2 separate regions of the Sus scrofa genome follow, and region 1 is linked to region 2. The links are chromatin contacts, called in public Hi-C maps. All regions are on one chromosome and are shown on one strand. The core of a region is the stretch at or near the end of the contact, and the rest is flanking DNA. Distances in the headings are between cores, read along the strand shown.

Region 1 (3,886 bases), core at 799-3,298, 210 kb after region 2:
GCCGGGAGGAGAAATGAGGGGGTGGGAGTGTGTGGCCCGCCTGTGGATGTGGGGGCTGTGCTTAGGGAGTTCCACTTGCTCCTCCTTGCAGCCCCAGGCTCCTTCCTGTAATCAGGGAAAAACAGGGATTTTCTTGCTCCCTTGAAGCGAGAGTTAAGAAGGAGCCAAGCACAGAATTTCCGGAGATTTCCTTCAAGACCCTCCTCCGGATCCCACCGGATCCCTGATCCCTCGGCAGAGTCCCTTCCTTTCCAGTGGATCCTTCACCACTGAGGGTGGTCCCCCGGGCAGCACCAGCTCTGGATCCTTTTCCAGGCTTCAAACCCAAGGCGCTTCCCTGGATTCTCTGGCCAGATCCCGCACGGGGTCCCTCTGGATCCCTGCCCCTGTCTGTCTGTTCAGGAGCCAAAGCAGAGCCTTCAACACAACACCCCGCGGTCCCGTTTCCCAGGCCAGCCTCGCGGCCCCCAGGGGGAATCCAGAGGGCCCCCCCCCGCGCCCCCCGTCGGTGGCCCCCTTCCATTTCTCAGCTTAGACAGGTGCCGGGCTGCCACCCCCTAACCTGCTCCAACTCGGGGCCTTGCACTGGGGAGGGGGTGCTGAAAAGGGGAGGAAAGCTCGCCCCTCCCCCACCCTGGGGTGGCAGAACCAGAGGGGCAGCATTCCAGAGAGCCCGGGGGGAGGAGGCCGCGGAGAGGCGGCGGAGACTCCAGCCCGCAGGAGACAGAGACACCAAGAGACCCGTGAGAGACACGACAGAGACCCAGGAAGCGAGACGCCCGGATGGGGGAGGGAGCACAGGGAGACCTGGGAAGAGAGAACAGAGACCCGGGGAAAGAACACAGAGACCCGGGGAAAGAACACAGAGACCCGCGGAGGGCGGTGCAGACCGCTGAGACCCCGGCTTCAGGCGGAGGGGGCGGCTGGGAGGCTGTGACACCGGGAGACAGAGATACAGAGATGCTGAAGGGCACAGAGAGGGGGCGAGACCGAGGGGAACGGAGAAAGACGCCCAGACGGGCGCATGGGCACAGCGATGAGGACTGGGGCACGCCAGCTCGGGACGGGACGCGGGGCGGCGACTGAGTGAACTTTCCCGAGCGGGTCCGAGTGGACAAGTCCTCACGGGACAGGTCGCTCCAGGGCCTTGGGGTCGTTGCACCCGGGTAGGGGCAGGTACGGCCCGGCCCGGCCCCTCCCAGCTCGCGCCGGCGACCGAGCGGGGACGAGGGGGGCTTCCAAACTCGCGCCGCGCACACCCCGGGACCACACGTGCGCCCGGGCCGCGAGCGAGACGGGGGCGCGGCGGCTGCGGATCCCCCGCCGGCTGGGAGGGGGCGCCTGTGCGGCGGGGGTGGGGGCGCGGCCTGGACCCGCCCGGAGCTGGGGTGGCGGTGGGAGGTTGAGGGCCGCCCCCGGAGCGCGTCCGCGCCGGCGGAGGGGGGAGACGAGGCGGGACCGAGGAGGGGGAGCACCGACGCAAAAGGGAAACTTTGCGTTGGGGGGGCGCGGGCTGCGGCTCAGGTGCGGCGGGAGGGAGGGGGAGAGGGGGAGGAAGGGGCAGGCGGCGGGGGGCGGCGGGGAGCTCGCCAGCCGGTAGCGGGGTGGGGGACACGTCTGCCGCGGGGGGCACGCGGGGAGGAGCCGCCGGGCTGGGGCGGGGGGTGCTCAGCCGAGGCGGCGGGCGCGGCAGGTGGGGGCGCGGCCCGGCCTCAGCGGCGCCCCCAGTCCCCCGGGACCGCCCCCAGCTCGGATCCGCCGAGGGTGAGGAGAGAGGGGAAGGGACAGATGCGGAGGGGGCCGGAGGGGGGGCCCGGGGGTCACTCACCGCCTATCCAGGGGCCGTCGGTCCGCATGTCCCCCCCAAGCCGCTGGGGCCGCTGCTCCCGCTCCTCTTCTGTCGCCGCCGCCGCTACCGGATCCCACTCCCGCCACCGCCACCCGAGCTGGAGCCGGAGCCCGAGCAGGAGCCGGAGCTGGAGCCGCCGCCTCTGCCGCTGCCGCCGCCGCCGCCGCCGCCACCGCTCCCGACGCTCCCGCGCCAGCTCCAGCCGCGCGCCCGCGCCCGCGCCCCTGCCCCTGCCGTGCGCGTCCCCGGCGCCGCCCCTCCCCTCGTGCACTCTCGCTCGTAGAGCCGCGGAGCCGCGTAGGCCCGAAGAGGCCGCAACTCAACCCGGCGTATAAACCCACCCGGCCTCCAGTATTGAACCGGAACCCCAGTAATGAGCAGGGACGGACCCAAACGCCCGCATGAAGTCCAGATCCTATTAGTGGCTCCCGATCCAAATAGGAACCTGACACTACTCTAGGACCCGACTTCCTCCCATTCAGATCTGAACATGATATTGAGTCCAGACGCCCCCCCCCGCAACAGTAAGTTCAAACCCCCTAAATCTGACCCGAAATGGGCTCAAGTAGTCATTTTAATCTGAACCCCTATATTGACCTCAAACACCAACTCTGACTCTAAACCCCTGTATCACCCCAGCACCAACCCTGGTTCTTCAAATGGACACTGGTACCAATGCTGAACCCCGATCCCTGTATGAACCCTAAACTCCAATGGCTCCCTTGCTGTGGACCCCAACACTCTTATCTGAACCCAAAGGCTTACCTGAAACTAATACTGCACTCTCAACCCCAGGTCAACACCAGCACACTTTCTGAACTGGGATTAGGTCACCAGAAAAGGACCCTAGGGAGTTCCCAACGTGGCTCAGTGGTGAACGAATCCGACTAGGAACCATGAGGTTGCGGGTTCGATCCCTGCCCTTGCTCAGTGGGTTAAGGATCCGGCGTTGCCGTCAGCTGTGGTGTAGGTTGCAGACGCGGCTCAGATCCCACATTGCTGTGGCTCTGGCGTAGGCTGGCAGCTGCAGCTCCGATTAGACCCCTAGCCTGGGAGCCTCCATATGCCAAGGGAGCGGCCGTAAAAAAGGCCAAAAAAAAAGAAAAGAAAAGAAAAGGACCCTAATACAAATACTGACCTCAAACTTTATCCATTTGGGGGACCATTTAAAACCCTAACTTGACCCACCTTTAAAGGTCATTTTGGGGAGTTCTCATTGTGGCTCAGAGGGTTAAGAACCGGACTAGTATCCATGGGGATATGGGTTCGATCCCTGCCCTTGCTCAGTGGGTTAAGGATCCAGCGCTGCCACTAGGTGCGGTGTAGTTCCCAGACCTGGCTCCGATCTGGCGTTGCTATTGCTGTGGTTGTGGTATAGGCCGGCAGCTGAAGCTCCCATTCGATCCCTAGTCTGGAAACTTCCATATACCGCAGGTGTGGCCCTAAACACACACACACACACAGAATAAATAAAGGTAATTTTGGAACCCAGGACTTGTGACACTGGCTTTGCAGAAACTGCACACAAGTCCACTTCATCCCCATACTGACTCTCCACCTCTCTGACCTGATGTCAACCCCAGCACCCCAATATTTACACCAATTCCAACTGTGAAATCTGAATCGCATCCTGAACTGGCCCCTGAGTTCAGGACTTGATCATGTCCCACAAGCCTGATATAAATGTCGGGATGGAATTTCTGACCCCTCGTATCAAACTCAAGGGCTGACCCTATCAATGTCTGGGCTAAATCACTGACTTACCTGAAGATTTATTCCAAAGAACGTGGCGAGCTCCAAACCAAGGTCTGGGCTCCAAAGCCCCAGACCTACCCTCCCAGTCCATGCCACATCAACCCTCTCCTGCCTGCTCTTTTCATGAAAGATGGGGAGCCTACCCCTACTGCCCTAGGTCAGGTGACAGGGGTTCTCTCATCTTCTATGGGGTCTCTGGGATACCCAGGTGAGTCTGGGGATTAGGTGAGAGATAAACAAAGACTGGGGATTATCGAGGCACCTGAATTCAGGCATCACAGT
Region 2 (3,702 bases), core at 185-2,684:
TTCCCAGGCTAGGGGTCGGTCGAATCGGAGCTGGAGCTGCCAGCCTACACCACAGCCAGAGCAATGTGGGATCCAAGCCGTGTCTGCGACCTACACCACAGCTCAACGCTGGATCCTTAACTCACTAAGCAAGGCCAGGGATCGAACCTGCATCCTCATGGATACCAGTCAGATTCATTTCACTGAGCCATGACGGGAGCTCCTATTTTTTTTCATTTCTGACTCAAACTATGTTTTCTAAGTTCCATCCATGTTGTTTTGTTTATATATGATCTCCTTCTAACAACTGCGTATCATTTCATGTATAAATAACCTACTTTTTACCTAGGCATCCCCACGCACTCCTCCTCCAACACCCGGAGCCCACAAACGACGACTGCCTCGGCTAAGTTCCATGGAAAAAGCACAAAGGAGCAAACTTGCTGAGCATGTGCATATGCTTCCGCTGATTAACTATGGCTAGATTGTTCCAGGACGGTTTTACCAGCTTACTTGGCCACCAGCAAAAAATACTGTTTACCATATTCTCACATTCCTGCCAATATTTGACATGATCCAGCTTCTCAGAGATATAAAGTGATATCTTGTTTTAATTTTAACACTTCTCAAAGCCCCTCAGTTTGAATATCATTTCCTATGCTCAGACTTGTGAATTTCTTAGTCTATAAATTCCTTCTTCCAATTCTTTGCCCATTTTCTACTGGATTTGCTACATTTTTCTTTCCTTCCTGAATGTCAGGAGTTTCTTGCATAGTCTAGACATCAATCCCTGCACATTTTAAATCCTGAAAAGTTCTTCTCATACATCATCTGTTTGTTCACTTTGTCTACCGTGTCCTTAACAGCACAGAAGTCCTTAAATTTTATTTAGAGAAATTCATTTTCTTTGCTGTTTTAGGAGCTGTGCTTTTAAGGTTTTTGTTCAGTCCTTCCCCTCGACAGCTAAGTCACAAAGAAAATCTTTCATCGTCTCTTATAACTTTCTAATCTTATCATTCGCATTTCAACCTGCTTAGTTTATCTAAAGTCTACGGATGGAGTGAGGTACGGATTCCGCTTTCTTCAGCGCCATCTAGTGGGCCAGTACGTCCTTTCTGCTTTGATTTGCGGCGCCACTGTTCTGCTCGTATTTGCATGGGTTTTGCACCTGAGCTCTTTCTTCAACCGGTCACCTGTCTGTTCTGCAGCAACATGACCATGTCTAACAGTACGGCTTTCAGAAGGTCTTCATATCTGGGTTGGCAGGTCCCTCCTGCTCTTTACAGAGATAAATAAAGCTAGCTCATAGTTTGGGTTTTAAGTAGGTACAGACTTCTGTAACGAACTGTGGTTCTCTGAAGGTGACTGAACAGACACATATGCACACAGAGCATGGGTGTGAGCAGTGCTGGAAGCACAGCACAGGCTGAGGCTGTGCCTGAGCATCCTCCAAACTGCTGCGGCCCTCCTAACGCTGGGGCCCTTGTGAATTCTAAGAAGACTATGCACAGGAAAGAACTGGGTTATCAGGGCCCCAACGGGGGGAAATCCCTTCAGAAAGAGCAGCTCATCAAAAGCAGGAAGAGCCGTCATCAAGCCCAAGAAGCAGAAAGACACTGACCACGGTCAGCAGTCTAGAAGAGCGGCTGCAACACGACTCGAACATGAAATCAGCAAGGACGGCAAACGCGAGGACAGCAGGAGAGCCTCCCACCGTCACATACACGCCTAGCGCAAGGCGTGATGCCCAAACTGTGATCTGTGGTTTACTAACAGGTTCCTCTGATGGTTCACAAACTGATCCAAATATACCCCCCTCTCTCTGCGATACGTGGAAGTTCACAGACTTTCATTTTTATTCACAGTTGGGCTTTACCTGAGAAACTCACAAAGAACTGAGTTTTAAAAGAGAGGTATGGGGTTCCCGTCATGGCTCAGCGGTTAACAACCCCGACTAGCATCCATGAGGACGCGGGTTCCATCCTTGGCTTCGCTCAGTGGCTTAAGGATCCGGCAGGGCTGTGATCTGCGATGTGGGTCACAGACGAGTCTCGGATCTGGCGTTGCTGTGACTCTGGTGTAGGCCGGCGGCTACAGCTCTGATTCGACCCCTAGCCTGGGAACCTCCATGTGCCCTGGGTGTGGCCCTGAAAAAAAAAAAAGACAAAAAATAATTAAAAAGAATAAAAGAGCAGTACAAGTAAAACCGAAATTAGCATTACACTAAAGTTTACAGTGAACTCTATAACAGTATTCCATTAAAAATGTGGACACGCTGCAATATTCACCTCTGCTGCACAGCTATTACCACCCATGCTCCTATGAAGACAGAATTCCTATAATTATCTGAAATACACTCTATCACAGGCATACTTCATTTCATCGTTGAATTTCACAGACACGGCATTTTTTACACACTGAAGGTTTGCGGCAAATCTGCATCATCAAGCAAGTCTATCAGGACTATTTTTCCAACTGCTCCACTTGCTCACTTCATGTCTCTGTGTCACATTTCGGTGATTCTCACGCCATTTCACACTTGTCTTCACTTGGATTACATTTGTTACGGTGATTTGCGATGAGGGATTTTCGGTGTCACTACTGTGACTGTTTTAGGGTGTCACAAACCACACACGCATAAGATGGTGGACTTGACGGATAAACATGGGTGTGTCCTGACTGCCCCACCGGTGGGCTGGTCTTTGGGCTCCTCCGAGACACGACTCTATTAAAATCAGGCCAGTTAATAACCCTGCAAGGGCCTCTGAATGTTCAAGTGAAAGGAAAAATTACACATTTGTCAGTTTAAATCAAAAATCCAGAACTGATTAGTGAGGAAGGCGTGTCAAAAGCCAAGACACAGGGTTCCCACTGTGGCCCGACAGGATCGGTGGCATCTCTGGAGCACTGGGACACAGGTTCGAGCCCTGGCCCGGACCATGGGTTAAGGATCTGGTGTTCCCGCAGCTGCAGGGTAGGTCTCAATGCAGCCCAGGTCTGATCCCTGGCTTGGGAACTCTGTATACCACGGGGTGGCCAAACAACACCACCACCAAAGCCAAGAAGGCCAAAGGCGAGGCCTCTTGCCCGGTTTAGCCAAGTTGTGGATGCAGAGAAAGAGCTGTTGAAGGAAATTAAAAGCACTACTCCAGTGAACACACAGAAGGATCCAAAGGCAAAAGAGCCTTACTGCTGATATGGAGAAAGTTTCAGGGGTCTCGATAGAAGATCAAAGAGCGACACACATTATCTTAAACAAAAATCGAATCCCTAACGCTCTTCGATTCTATGAGGGCTGAGAGGGGTGGGGAAGCTGCCGAAGAAAGGGTTGCAGCCAGCGGAGACTGGTTCATGAGGTTTAAGGAAAGAAGCCTCTTCATAAATAAAAGTGCAAAGTGAAGCAGGAAGTGCTGAAGTAGCAGCAGGCAAACGTTATCCAGGAGCTCTGGATAAGATCATTCAGGAAGGCGGCTGTACTAAGCAACAGTGGCTCAGTGTACCTGCACCTGCTTTGTATCGGAAGATGCCATGCCGGACGTCCATAGCTGGAGAGGAGAAGTCAATGCCTGCTTTCAAAGCTTCAGAGGACAGGCTGGCTCTCTTGTTAGGGGCTGATGCACCTGGCCACTTTAAGTCAAAGTCACTGCCCTTTTCTCGTTCTGAAAACCCAGGGCTCTTACGAACCACACTCAGTCTACTGCCTGTGCTCCGTCAATGCAGCAA

What was found. A called contact is a pair of places that touch in the nucleus more often than the background predicts.
Region 1: a contact with region 2 is called in a Hi-C map of retroperitoneal adipose tissue, with 1.7 times the contacts expected there. The contact joins the promoter of PTPRF here to the enhancer-like site in region 2. A contact is called at or near these places in 5 of 47 Hi-C or Micro-C datasets (embryonic fibroblasts, fetal skeletal muscle, heart right ventricle and 1 more).

Annotation. Positions count from the first base shown.
Region 1 is chr6:167,741,702-167,745,587 of Sscrofa11.1, forward strand. It overlaps PTPRF (receptor-type tyrosine-protein phosphatase F), which reads right to left and starts at 2,049. Exons shown (of 33, transcript XM_021096855.1): 1 at 1,829-2,049.
Region 2 is chr6:167,530,622-167,534,323 of Sscrofa11.1, forward strand. All of the region lies in intron 1 of ST3GAL3 (ST3 beta-galactoside alpha-2,3-sialyltransferase 3), which reads right to left. Among named protein-coding and RNA genes, the nearest start is that of ST3GAL3, 26 kb to the right of the region's middle. Within about 2 kb of position 1,435, at least 4 of the 83 cell types and tissues checked have an H3K27ac peak or open chromatin away from gene starts, as enhancers often do. A contact at or near this core is called in retroperitoneal adipose tissue, where this site is marked.